Regions from separate parts of the Mus musculus genome. Here all the other regions are linked to region 3. The links are chromatin contacts, called in public HiChIP or PLAC-seq and promoter capture Hi-C maps. All regions are on one chromosome and are shown on one strand. Each heading gives the region's core, a stretch centred on a gene start, on an enhancer-like site or on the middle of the called end of the contact. The rest is flanking DNA. Distances are from core to core; before and after follow the strand shown. Region 1 holds the start of Acp6 (acid phosphatase 6, lysophosphatidic). Region 2 holds the start of BC028528 (cDNA sequence BC028528). Region 3 holds the start of Polr3gl (polymerase (RNA) III (DNA directed) polypeptide G like).

What was found. Promoter capture Hi-C pulls out the DNA fragments that hold promoters and counts their contacts. HiChIP or PLAC-seq counts read pairs in DNA pulled down with a chosen protein or histone mark.
Region 1: a contact with region 3 is called in a FOXA1 HiChIP or PLAC-seq map of pancreatic cancer cells. The contact joins the promoter of Acp6 here to the promoter of Polr3gl in region 3. A contact is called at or near these places in 1 of 39 promoter capture datasets (liver) and 1 of 115 datasets of contacts at active chromatin or transcription factors (pancreatic cancer cells).
Region 2: a promoter capture Hi-C map of liver shows a contact between it and region 3, with 4 times the contacts expected there. The contact joins the promoter of BC028528 here to the promoter of Polr3gl in region 3. A contact is called at or near these places in 3 of 39 promoter capture datasets (liver and pre-B cells) and 1 of 115 datasets of contacts at active chromatin or transcription factors (pancreatic cancer cells).

Annotation. Positions count from the first base shown.
Region 1 is chr3:97,157,405-97,161,427 of GRCm38.p6, forward strand. It overlaps Acp6 (acid phosphatase 6, lysophosphatidic), which reads left to right and starts at 1,373. Exons shown (of 10, transcript NM_019800.4): 1 at 1,373-1,961. The coding sequence starts at 1,764. n-TEctc12 (a tRNA gene) reads left to right here and starts at 681; the gene lies at 681-752.
Region 2 is chr3:95,890,377-95,894,432 of GRCm38.p6, forward strand. BC028528 (cDNA sequence BC028528) reads right to left here and starts at 1,579. Exons shown (of 6, transcript NM_153513.4): 1 at 1,509-1,579. The coding sequence starts at 1,554. It overlaps Aph1a (aph1 homolog A, gamma secretase subunit), which reads left to right and starts at 3,545. Exons shown (of 6, transcript NM_146104.3): 1 at 3,545-3,907. The coding sequence starts at 3,795.
Region 3 is chr3:96,592,101-96,596,009 of GRCm38.p6, forward strand. Polr3gl (polymerase (RNA) III (DNA directed) polypeptide G like) reads right to left here and starts at 2,081. Exons shown (of 8, transcript NM_027241.4): 1 at 1,984-2,081. It also overlaps a transcript of Ankrd34a not described here.

The DNA.
Region 1 (4,023 bases), core at 123-2,622, 560 kb after region 3:
ATGTGAAGGAGGTGGGGTGGGGTGTGCTTCTCTCTCTCTCTCTCTCTCTCTCTCTTTTTCCCCAGACATGGCTTCTCTGTGTAGCCTTGGATATCCTGGAACTCAACTGTAGAGCAGGTTAGCCTTGAACTCACAAAGATATGCCTGCCTCTGCTTCCTGAATGCTGAAATTAAAGGCCTGCACCACCACGCAGGGCCAAGATGTATCTTGAGAGTCACTAAAAGAATGTATCTGGTAACTGCTAAGACATTTTGCTGTGAATCTCTTATGGGAAGCCCAGACCCATCCACAGGTGTCTTGTTCTCTCACTAAGCATCTCTCTGTCATAGCTCTTTTGCCTAAAATCGGTTACAAATGGCTTCTAATAAACTGAGACTATTCTGTGAGAAGCCCATAGCCATGTAAGGTGTGTTATGTTCTTTTTTTTTTTTCTTTTTTTTTTTTTTTTCCTGTTGCTTTTCTTTCCATTCCAAACAGACTTCAAGTCTATTTTTTACTGGTTTGCTTTGAAATTCATTTCGAAGTTGAAGCCCACGATACTGTTCCGCAGTTAAAAGATTAGGAGAATGCCTTCAGATGTTGACAACACTACCGCCATTCCTCCAGGCCTCTCCTGACACTCTTTGGTGGCTCCAATCCAGGTCTACTATCTTCCCTCTCAAGCCTCTGTCTCCTAACTTCCCTGGTGGTCTAGTGGTTAGGATTCGGCGCTCTCACCGCCGCGGCCCGGGTTCGATTCCCGGTCAGGGAAATACTGTTTTTTCTCTCACAATTTTCTAAAAAAAGTACTTAATAATCACTCGAGAAAAAACAAAAAACAAAAACAAAACAAAAAAACCGCTGGCTCTAATGCTTTGCGCATGCCCCGAGAGTGCTCTACCGCTGAACTACATCCCTAGCTCAATTTTCTTAAACAAAATGGGGAAAGGGAATTTCACAAATAGGAAGCACTCAGCTGATAGATGTTTCAGGTCTTGACTTTAGTAATCTTGCTTTGGGGACTTCAGGGAATTCTTCCACATTCAAACTACTCCCCTTGCCCACCAATCCTAACACTGCCTCCCCTTACCCTCATTTCCTCCCTACTCACCCCAGGCAAAGCCTCAAGGGAAAAAAAAAAAAAAACAGACGAAATCCCTTAATTACCCGGGGCTTCTTGGCAGCCTTAAATTGAAGACTGGCGGGACTGGGAGTGGAACGTGGGAGGCGTGGGGGGGGGGGGCGGGACCTTAAGCATGGCGGGGGGCCGACGGAACTGCCCTCCCTGGGGACCTCGGCCGCGCATAGCATTGTGGAAGTTGTAGTTTTTACGGGTCTGAGTTTCCAGATCGGACGAAGTCTCAGGACTCACTTTCCCGTGCTCCTGTGCGCAGACTTAATTGGAGCAGGTCCGTGGGAGGTCAGGAGATTGCGTGGGGAGCTTGGTTATAAAATGTGGACCCGAATCCCGGGTGTCCGAGGAACTTCTGCTTTTGCGGCCTCCCCTTCACACGGTTTGAAGTGCAAGTTTCAGGTCCAAGTAACTGCCCTGACTGAGCCTGCATGCAGTAGGGGCGGCCGGCAGACGCTAGGCTTAAACTACTAGACAATCTTTCTGCTCCCACCCCTTTCTCTCCACCTCCGGCCTGACTGTCGCTGGGTCGCCCCGCTAGAGTCGCTTGTTCTGAGAGCTTGGATGCACTTGCCCTCCAGTTCCCGCGAACTTCTGAGTAGCTGCTGAGCCGCGTTGCCTGCGGAGCCCTCAGCTTCCACAGCCTCCATCATGCGCGTGTGGGTCCCCGTGGGTGTCCTGACCTCGCTGGCTTACTGCTTCCACCAGCGGCGGGTGGCCCTGGCCGAGCAGCGGGCTCCTAATGGCCAGCGTCCGGTGGACCGCAACCTACTGGAGCTGAAAATGGTGCAGGTGGTGTTTCGACACGGGGCACGGAGTCCGCTCAAGCCTCTCCCGCTGGAGGAGCAGGTGAGAGGCGGCCCACAGAGGGGTTCTTGGGGACACACTTTAGCGTCCCCCGTCGGGGCTCGGGCTGGGTCCAGACCAGAGGGAAACAACAGTAGACTGGCCCTCAGGCTGTGGCCTGGAGTCATCATCCCATGCTCATCCCAAACCACCGGTGTGGTGTGTAAGCCTTCCTGGCTAGGGCAGCCCCTGCCCCCCAAACTTTCAGTTGCTTGGTGTAGTGAAACTTTTCAAAGATGCATAAGAATGTCCCAGGCGGGGGTTCTTATTTAAATGCAGATTCTGATTCTGCGGATGTGGAGTTGGGTCACGTTTCGTAGTTCTGTGGTTGAACTTGAGTTCAAGGACCTTGTAAGTGCCTGGTTGTTAATAACAGAGATCATTGTACCAGGAGATACCTTTAGTGCTTCCGCAGTACAGAGCAAGCTGGCACCTTTGGAACCAGATCTTAATACAGATTTTTCTTGTGGGCTTGCCAGAGACCATTTGAGATCTTGTGAAGTCTTATTGCGGACAAGGACTGTATCTTGGGGTTCTTTAAGGTCAGGTTTAGAAATCTGGAAAGGATTTGTGGTAAGAAGGAGGGAAAGTTAATTAACTAATTTTGTGGCTATAAGTCAGGATAATTATGATTAAAGCACAAATAATTAGCTTTTTGTTTAAAAAATAACCCCTAACAGTATACAAGAAAAGGGCACCAGAAGTCCCTAACACCCCGGGTTGAATTTACCCATGGAGTCTGTATTTGTTCAGTTGCAAATACTCTTAATGGTCATTTCTGTTTTCCTGAAGGGCTGTGAGTTATAGTTTCAACCCAAGATCTGGTCTTTAAAGAGGGTTACACATGAAAAAGCCAAGCAACCAGGGCAGCTCTCACATAAATAAATATCTTTTAGCAGGTGTTTGTTTACCAGGTCTCCAGTTAGCCTGTTCCTATGGCTGTACTACTTTCTGTCTGGCACTGCAACCCACTCTACGCCTTTAACATTAGATCTCTCAGGTTGTCTTATCATTTTGTCTACACATGCCCACCTCTTTGCACCCCTCCTCTCTCTCTATTCTTATTAAAGAGTGTTAGAGAGATATATTTATGTTTTAGACAAAGTTAGCAGTAATAGCAGAGAATAAAAGTTTGTCTGGATCTAGACCCAGTGTATATAGACAGTGCAAATACCTATCAATACCAGCCTGTACTGGTGGATTCCAGTATAGAACTGGTGGATTCCAGTATAGAACTGGTGGATTCCAGTATAGAACTGGTGGATTCCAGTATAGGACTGGCTTCACTGACAAATTATCCCCATTCTTTGTTGAGGGGACTGGGAAGAAAACCAACCCCACTCAGTTCATTACTGGGAAGATATTCATTACATTACTCCTGCCTCTTTGAATTGGAAAAAAAAAAAAAAAAAAAAGGTTTAAATCCTTCCAGGGAGTGTGTGTGTACGTGTGTGAACCAGTTGGTGTGTGATGGGAATCTTACACCTTTATGGTGGAAGCTCCCAATAATCCCAGCTTCGTTAGCTTTTCTTCCTGTAGCTCCAAACTGTGGAGAATGTAGTTCCATGGCCTTGCTTTGTAGAATGAGCAGGACCGTTGCTTTAACGTCCCACTCATACACGGCAGACTGTAGGCTGCTACTTTAAATTTAAAAAAGACTTAGGGGTGTGTGGGTGTGTAGGCCAGAGAAGCTGGAAGAGGCCGTTGGCTCTCCTGGGACTGGAGTTACAGGTGGTTCTGCTCCTCGTGGCGGTGCTTTGGCTGCTGTCCCCAGAGCAAGCACGCTTAGCTGCGAGTTCTCTCGCCAGCCCTAGGCAGAAAGCACGTCTGGTTTTCTTGGATAAAGTTCTGTGAATAAAAGCCTGGGATGGAGCCAGCTCTGGTTGTGAGGAAATGCCATCAGCCTCCTGTGACTGACTCTAATATAATAGGATATATGAATATATGTTATATATCATGTGTGTGTGTATATATATATGTATATATATATATATGTATGTATGTATATATATGTATATATATGTATGTATATATATGTATATATGTGTGTGTATATATATGTATA
Region 2 (4,056 bases), core at 329-2,828, 700 kb before region 3:
AGCAGAACTTTTCATAAGTCTGCTTCACACCCCCCAACCCCTTTTGAGACAGGGTCTCTCTATGTAGCCCTGGCTGTCCTGAAATTCACTGTATAGATCAGGCTGGCCTCCAGCTCACAGAAACCTGCTTCTGCCTTTGCCTGCCAAATGCCGGCATTAAAGGCATGCAGCACCACAGCTGGGCTCGTATCACCTTCCTTAAAAATAAGTCAGCTGGACCAGATGACCCATCGTAGCGTCTCTCCCCTTCCAAAACTAACACTGTGTGGCTTTGCTTACTGAATCCAGAATTCTAGGCCTTCTGCTAAACACATCCCTCCAACCCCAAACTAAGGACACAGGATTGAAAGGAAAGGAAAACAGTGACACACCTGGCTGAGAACAAAGAGGGGAAGGAGCCAAACTACTCTTGGGATCGTGTCCCTGAAGGCAGCCAGTTTTCTACTGGCCTAAGCCAACCTATACTGGCTTTTCTCTTCTTTTTTTTTTCTTTTTGTTTGAATCACTCTGTAGACCAGGCTGGCCTCGAACTCAGAAATCCGCCTGCCTCTGTCTCCCAAGTGCCGGGATTAAAGGGGTGTGCCACCATGCCAGGCTTCTTTTATTTTTTAAAAGACATTGTTTGCTATGTATCTGTAACCAATGTAGAAACCACCAAGTAAACCAAACTAGCCTAGAATTCACAGAGACCTTTCTGTTTCTGCCTCAGGAATGCTGGGATTAAAGGAGCGAGCCACCACACCAAGCTTGGTTTTGTTTTTTGGTACAGGGGTAATTGTTTGTTTGTTATTTATTTATTTGTTTTTGAGGCAGGGCTTTCTCTGTATAGTCCTGGCTGTCCTGGAACTGGATTTGTAGACCAGGATGGCCTCATACTCAAAGCTCTGCCTGCCTCTGCCTCCAGAGTGCTAGGACTAAAGGCGTGAGCCACCACACCCAGCTGAGGGCTTCTTATTCACCTGGGACTAGTCAGGAACTCACTAAGTAGTCAAGGATGACCTTGAATTTCTGACCCTTTCCCCTCTATGTCTCAAGCGCTGGGCATGTGCCATCCAGCTTGGCTCTCGCACCTATGTCTTTGCTAATAGGAGGTTTGTTTGTTTCCTTGTGCTTTGTGGAAAGGAGAGCCTCTGGCTTCGCTCACTGATGTTGCTCCCTTGACTTCCAAGCGCCCACTTCTTTCCTTTATGGCTCCTCACTCTCCTGCTCAGCTCTGTGGTGACAGGAACAGAAATCTGAGTTCAGTCTTGCCGAAGGAACTCTCTTTAGAGTCCCATCCTCCACCGGCCTGTGTCTTATTTGACAAGACTTCGCTTTGCTTTGCCTTTGGTTTCCTGGCTCCACCTTCCAGATCCCTGCTCTGCCCCCAACCCTGGACTCCAACAGCTGAGAAAAGCAGTACAGCTCCCCGCTGAAATGCCCGACGTACTGCTCTCTGTTTCCTTTTCTCTCATCCCATTTATAGCAAAAGACCTGGCACAAAAGGCCAGGGTCAGAAGGAGACTTACCCAGGATGAGTGGTGCAACAAGGAGGGCTATAAAGAGGACATCCATTCTGGGTTTTGCACTATCACTGTGTAAGTTAAAAGAGGAAATTGCTGTTTCCCACCACACTTACCCCGCCTCCCCTGCTGCTGTGAAGCTGGGAGGGCACTGGAGTGATTCTTCTCCCAGGGGACAGAACTCTCCGCCTACTCGCTCCGTAGATCTTTACATAGCTGCTGGACCTAGAGCCAACCCCCTTAACCCCCTTGTTGGATGCTAACTTGTTATTCCTGGAGAGCCCCTAGCCCTGGATTAGGTCCGCTCAGGACTCCCACTGCTGGGACCAAAGTTCACCCTCTCCTCTCCCCTCCTATGCTTCCTCCCTCTCAATGCTCCCCAAAATCCACCTTCCTTCTTGCAGGCCTTAAGTTACCATTGCTGTGCAGGGTTGCTCTCCACTCTGAGGGAAACATGATCTTTTTTATCATGTTTATCAGCCCCCGCCGGCTGTGCATCCCCTCCCCTCCCCATCCCCTCCCCTGCCAGCTGTGCATCCTTCCTATAACAACTGTACTCCCTATATCCATTGTTCTTGCATTTGTCTATTTTCCCTGGGCTCCTTCCCTTTCTCCAGCCCCTGCTCTTCTCCACTCCCTCACAGGTAGCCCTGGCTATGTCCTTGCACCACATGGTGGATCACAATCATCTGTAGCCGCAGTCCCGAGGGTTCTGATGTGCTCATCTGGCCTCCAAGAGCACCGAGCACATACATGTTGCACAGATATACATGACACAACCCCCTCCCACACACATAAAAATAGCTATTAGAACAAAAGAAAAGCTCCACAAGCCTCACATACCTAGTAAATACTTGCTAAGCATCTAAAATGAGTCCTTGAACACCGTGCAAGTGGCTGTGGGCTCATCATGCACAGATTGTTCCCCACAGCTGCTAACAGCTCACAGAGAAGAGTGGCCCAGACTCAGCCTGTTGAACACACATGGAATCCTGAACACTGGCCAAGATGTTCCCATCCTCCTAACCTTGGGGAACAATGTGTCTAGTGACCGCCAGACCCCCCCAACCCTCCACCCCCCCTACCCTCCCATCCCCCCCACCCCCCCACCTCCACTGATTCCCCTCCTAGTGACTTTTTGCAAAAACCTCCAGGAAGCCCGGTAATCTTTTAAATTTTTCTGTAGTTTGTTGTTGCTTTGTATGTACCCTCAAAAAACGATTTTTCTCATATATGATCAAAATGCTCAGATCCCATCATAGGATTCCTCTGTTCTGCAGACTCCTAAGGACCAACCCGTCCTCATACAAATGATGATTCCTGATAATATGAAATCTCTCTCCCCAGCCTGAGGAAAAGACACCACTCAAGTTTATTTTCCAGACTATAAATAAAGGAAGTATGACATCAAAGGAACCAAGCAGCTCGGCGTGGGGCGGGGGTGGAGGGGATGGGTGTAATTTCCTCTCAGTCCCATTGCTCTAGTTGCTTTGTGACTCCACGATTCCTTCCAAACATTTTCCTAATATTTCTCTCCCGGCTCCTCCTGCTTTTCTCATTCTGTCATTACAGAATACAAGTGGAGGCTTCATTTAAGACGTAATTCCTATACCAGGCTGCCCAAAGAGTTCCAACTTTTAAGCCTAACTTTGATCCCTCAGGATGCTTCTCTGGGTCATTTCCTCTAATTCAACTTAAGAACAATGTCCGTCCCTATCTTCCCACAACCTCTATCCTGTGCTCTTTTTTATTTGTCTCTAGAGTCAAACAGGATCTTCCTCCGACAAAGCTCCTCTAGTAATAGGTAGGGTGGCTATCACCCTTCTCTACCGAAAGAAAGGAAACCGTGGCCAAGGCGCCAGCGAACCCAGGAATCATTGTTCTGATTGGGCCCAGACTCCAGCCTACTCTTCTGAAGCCACTCCCAGCACCAAGAGGAGGGCTCTGAGGATGAGAGACTACAACTCCCAGAAGGCCATGCCGCCATGACCCCGCCTCTGCAGTTCCGCCCCACCAAGTATTCATTGGCCTTCCGGGGGTGGGAATTAGATGGGAGGTGGCCATGGGGCAGCGACCGGGGGTTGTTCCCTCTTCGGCTTCCGTAGACGAGGTCGGGCGGACCTTCGTCCGGGGTTTCGGCACCCCCCCTTCCCCTTCCCCGGGGTCCGGGGGTGACATTGCACCGCGCCCCTCCTGGGGTTGCGTCCTCGCCCCACGCGGACTCCCCCTCGGCGCGCAGCTCCCTTTCGCCTTCCTTGGCCGGGGTTCCCTCCCTTCCCCAGCTGCCCAGTCATGGGGGCTGCTGTGTTTTTCGGATGCACCTTCGTCGCGTTCGGCCCAGCCTTCTCCCTTTTCCTGATCACTGTAGCTGGAGACCCACTTCGGGTTATCATCCTGGTGGCGGGGTGAGTGTCGAGTGGTGGAGACGGGGCCGAACGTAGAGAAAAAGGTGCAGAAAGGGCTGGAGGAACTGGAGCAGGCTTGGGAGCCTGAGTTGGGGGGCAGAAGTCGGAAAAGGTTGGACACAGGGTCAAATCGTGATCTAGGAGAATTT
Region 3 (3,909 bases), core at 831-3,330:
TATATTACTATGTGTTTGAAAGTTGTGTGGAATAAATGTATATCCTACAATCAACAAGTAAAAAGGATGCTTCGTTTTCAAGAATGCAGGGGAAATCTGGAGAATGGTTCAGTGGCTCAGAGCACTGGCTGCTCTCCCAGAGGACTTGGGATTCGATTCCCCGGGACCCACACAGGGACTCACAGCTGTCTGTAACCCGTCCCAGGGAACCCAACACCCTTTTCTGCCTTCTGAGGGTTTCAAGCACACAAGTGGTACAAAGACTCACATGCAGACCAAACGCCCACCCACACACAAGAATTCAGAGGACGAGTGGGTGCTATAGCTCAGTGGTGGAACCCTACTTAGCAAATCACTAGGGCCTCAATTCAATCCCCAGTTAAAGAAAATAAGCAAACCCTCACAACAACAACAACAGCAACAACACACTCGCTTAGCAGAAAGCCTTGGGCCAAGCCTGTCATTCAGAAATTTCAATTCATCTTTGGTTCCATGGTGAGTTTGGGGCCAGCCTGACCTCCACATATGCACCATGGTACACACTCCACCCAGGCCCACTAATAATAAGTAAGTTTAAGTTGAATAAATTCAAAGGAAAAAGTGAAAGAGTGGACCGACCTGAAAAGAGCTAGTGAGTTCTCTTCCTAAAGATGCTGTTTCAGAGCTAGGGGTGTAGTTCAGGGGCAGAATGAATGCTTAGCATTTGTAAGACCGGACTCACATTTCTCAATTTAAAAGAAAAAAGCTTATTTGGGGTGCAGTGGTACAAGCCTGTTATCCCAGAAAGGGTGAGGCAGGAGGGTCATAAGTTGGAGGTCAGCCTGTTTGCCCTGCATAGAAAGAACTGGTTTCGAAAATATTTTCCCACATACTAAATAACAATTTATTGAATAGATGTTATCAGAGGGTTCATTGTGATCCCGGTTGTCTAGCACTGTGTCTGCTATGTAGTAGGTTCTCAGTAAATATCTGTCTTTTGAACATGTGTCTACAGACTCTGTGAGTCACAAAGACTCCCTTCTGGTTCTTTTTGTTGTTTTCCTTCTCTGGTCTGAGAATAACTATAAAACATTAATGCAATAAACCACCAGTTCAAAGACCCCTAATTATATAATGTTGTCTTTTATTGTTCCCTAATTATATCAGGAGTTTAAATTTGTCCTCCTTGACAAGAGCACTGGTTCCCACAAATCAATTCCACTCGATTAACGCTTACTGAACACAATGTATTAAGTACCCCAATCTGTCCCATCAAACCTTCCGTTCATAGAATAGAAACAGTGAAAGAGAACATATAATCCTAACACCGGGGGTACTGTGGCAGGGGGAATGCAAACTGGAGGCCAGTATGGGCTACATAGCAAGAGTCTGCCGATAAAAGCATGGGAGGGATGGAAAAAGTCAGCCTCGTGAGATGGTAAATACTCGTGTTGCCAAGTGGCCAGGAAACAGGCTGACTAGCTCAAGTTGTCCTCTGACCTCCTTGCGTAAGCCATGGCTTGTACGTACCCCCCCCACACACACACAAATAATGTAATTTTAAAAATTAAAGAGATTCCAATAGTGATAATCGGACTTTGTCAGGTCGGGGATCAATAAATTCTTCACGGTGGTCTAGGAAAGTGGTGGGTAGAGGGTAGCGGTTCAGTTGACTTGATAGGTAATAAGAATCTGTCAGGCTCTTGACAGGGGGCTAATGTTACGTTAATGGGTGCGGGAGAAGCTGGTACCATAGAAGAGTCTGAGCTACAAGAATGAACCTTCCTCTCCTGCTTTAATATCTGTCCCCAGGCGCGACAGCAAGCTGTCTCCGGCGTACAGTCAAGACAGCAGTGAGAGCCCGGGGAAAAAGGGGAGGGATTTAGAAGGGGGCTGATCCAACAGGCTGACAGAAAGCGTTATCTACGTCGCTGTCGGCGCCGAGGGACTAATTCGGGAAGTACCGAACCAAACCGGGTCAGAGCCACCAGGTCGAAGCCTTACCTGCCGTCCCTCCCCCACTCAGGGCCCACGCAGCCGCCAACTTGAAATTTGCTTTTCTTCTTCCAGCCCTCGTTCTAGGCCCGCCTCCCCGAGCTCTCCATTGGTGGGTTTTCCTGGCCAATCGACGAGAGCGGAGGCGGGCGAGGAGGGGAGGAGGAGGGAGCGAGCTTAACCGGAACTGAGGCTTGGGAAGTGGCGCGCTGAGACCTGGGGCTGCAGAATTCACCTCTTATGCCCAGACCGAACTAGATGGCTAAGATGTCCTGCTACTCAGAGCTCATCCAGACACGTGGCGGAGCCAGAAGAGGAGAACCGCTGCTGGGAAATGTAGCCCTGGGTCAGAGAAACCAGACTGCTCATCTGTTAACAGCTGTGCCTGCAGGAGTTCCCAGAAACACTCCAGGAGGTTCCCAACTACCGGACTCCAGCGCCCTCTTCTGGCTTAGGCCATCACACACACACACACACACACACACACACACACACACACACACACACACCACACACACACCACACACACACACACACACACACACACCACACACACACACACACACACACACACACACACACACACCACACACACACACACACCACACACACACACACACACACACACACACCACACACACACCACACACACACCACACATCACACACACACACACCACACATCACACACACACACACACACACACACACACACACACACACACCACACATCACACACACACACACACACACACACACACACACACACACACCACACATCACACACACACACACACACACACAGAGAAACACTCCAGGAGGTTCCCAACTACCGGACTCCCGCGCCCTCTTCTGGCTTAGGCCATCACATACACACCACACACACCACACACACACACACACACATACCACACACACCCTCTTTATTATTCTTCCTCAGTCACCAGCACTACTAATAAATAATCTTTAAAAGATTTTTTTTCTCTAAAGGCAGGGTCTGGCTACCCAGTCTAGGCTGGCCTTGAACTCTTGATACTCTTGACTCTGCTACCAAGCTCAGGCCCCAAATGCGGATTGTTGCGGTGTCTGAGAAGTGAGGGAGAGAAGGGGGCTTGGGACCAGAGCAGTAATTGGGGAGAGAAGGCAGGAACCCAGTGGGTTTTTTCTTTCTGTACTTTCCACTGCCCTTCAAGCCCCTTCAAGGAAAGAGGGCAGAATAGAAAGAGTCATTTTTTTTACAGAGTAGAAGTAAAGGGAAATACTTCAGGATGGATGTAAAACTAGGAGTCAGTCAACAAGAATATGACAGAGGTCAGAGAAAATGGCCTCTAGACTGGGAAGTTGCATGTGGATGACACATACTCCGTTTTTGGAATAGTATAAAAACATAGCTGTAGCGCTTTGGGGGAACTTGCTTAACCTCATTATCATTTGTTGCAGGAAGACAATAGTTCCCCCCTCATTGAGTTGTGAGGGTTGGAGATGATGTATGTATGCACATCTCTCGGCACACATCAATAGCTAATAAAAGTGGGTGATTTCCCTCCGGCTGTTTCTCCTCCTTTCCCAGGAACGTGACTTTTTGTATCTGTACTTGGTGGCGTCCACCATTTGAGTCCTCTAAGACCCTCGGTGAGCTTTCCAAACCCTTAATACCCATCCGATGCCCCCACTTTCCTTGGTACCTTCCAGCTGGACACAAACTCATCCCTAAACTATGCAGATGGAAGCCTTGGTAACCATGGAGACAGGGCAGGTGGCACGGAGAGGCAGAGGCAGTGAGCAACAGATAGGAAGAGATGAGTGATTCAGGCAGGGACCTTCAAGGAAGAGGGAAGAATGAGTCTAAGGGAGTAGAGATGTAATGAACACATCTGTGCAACAGGGGCCGGTCACCACTCTGCCTTTTTCTACCTCCTATGCACACCCCTTAAAA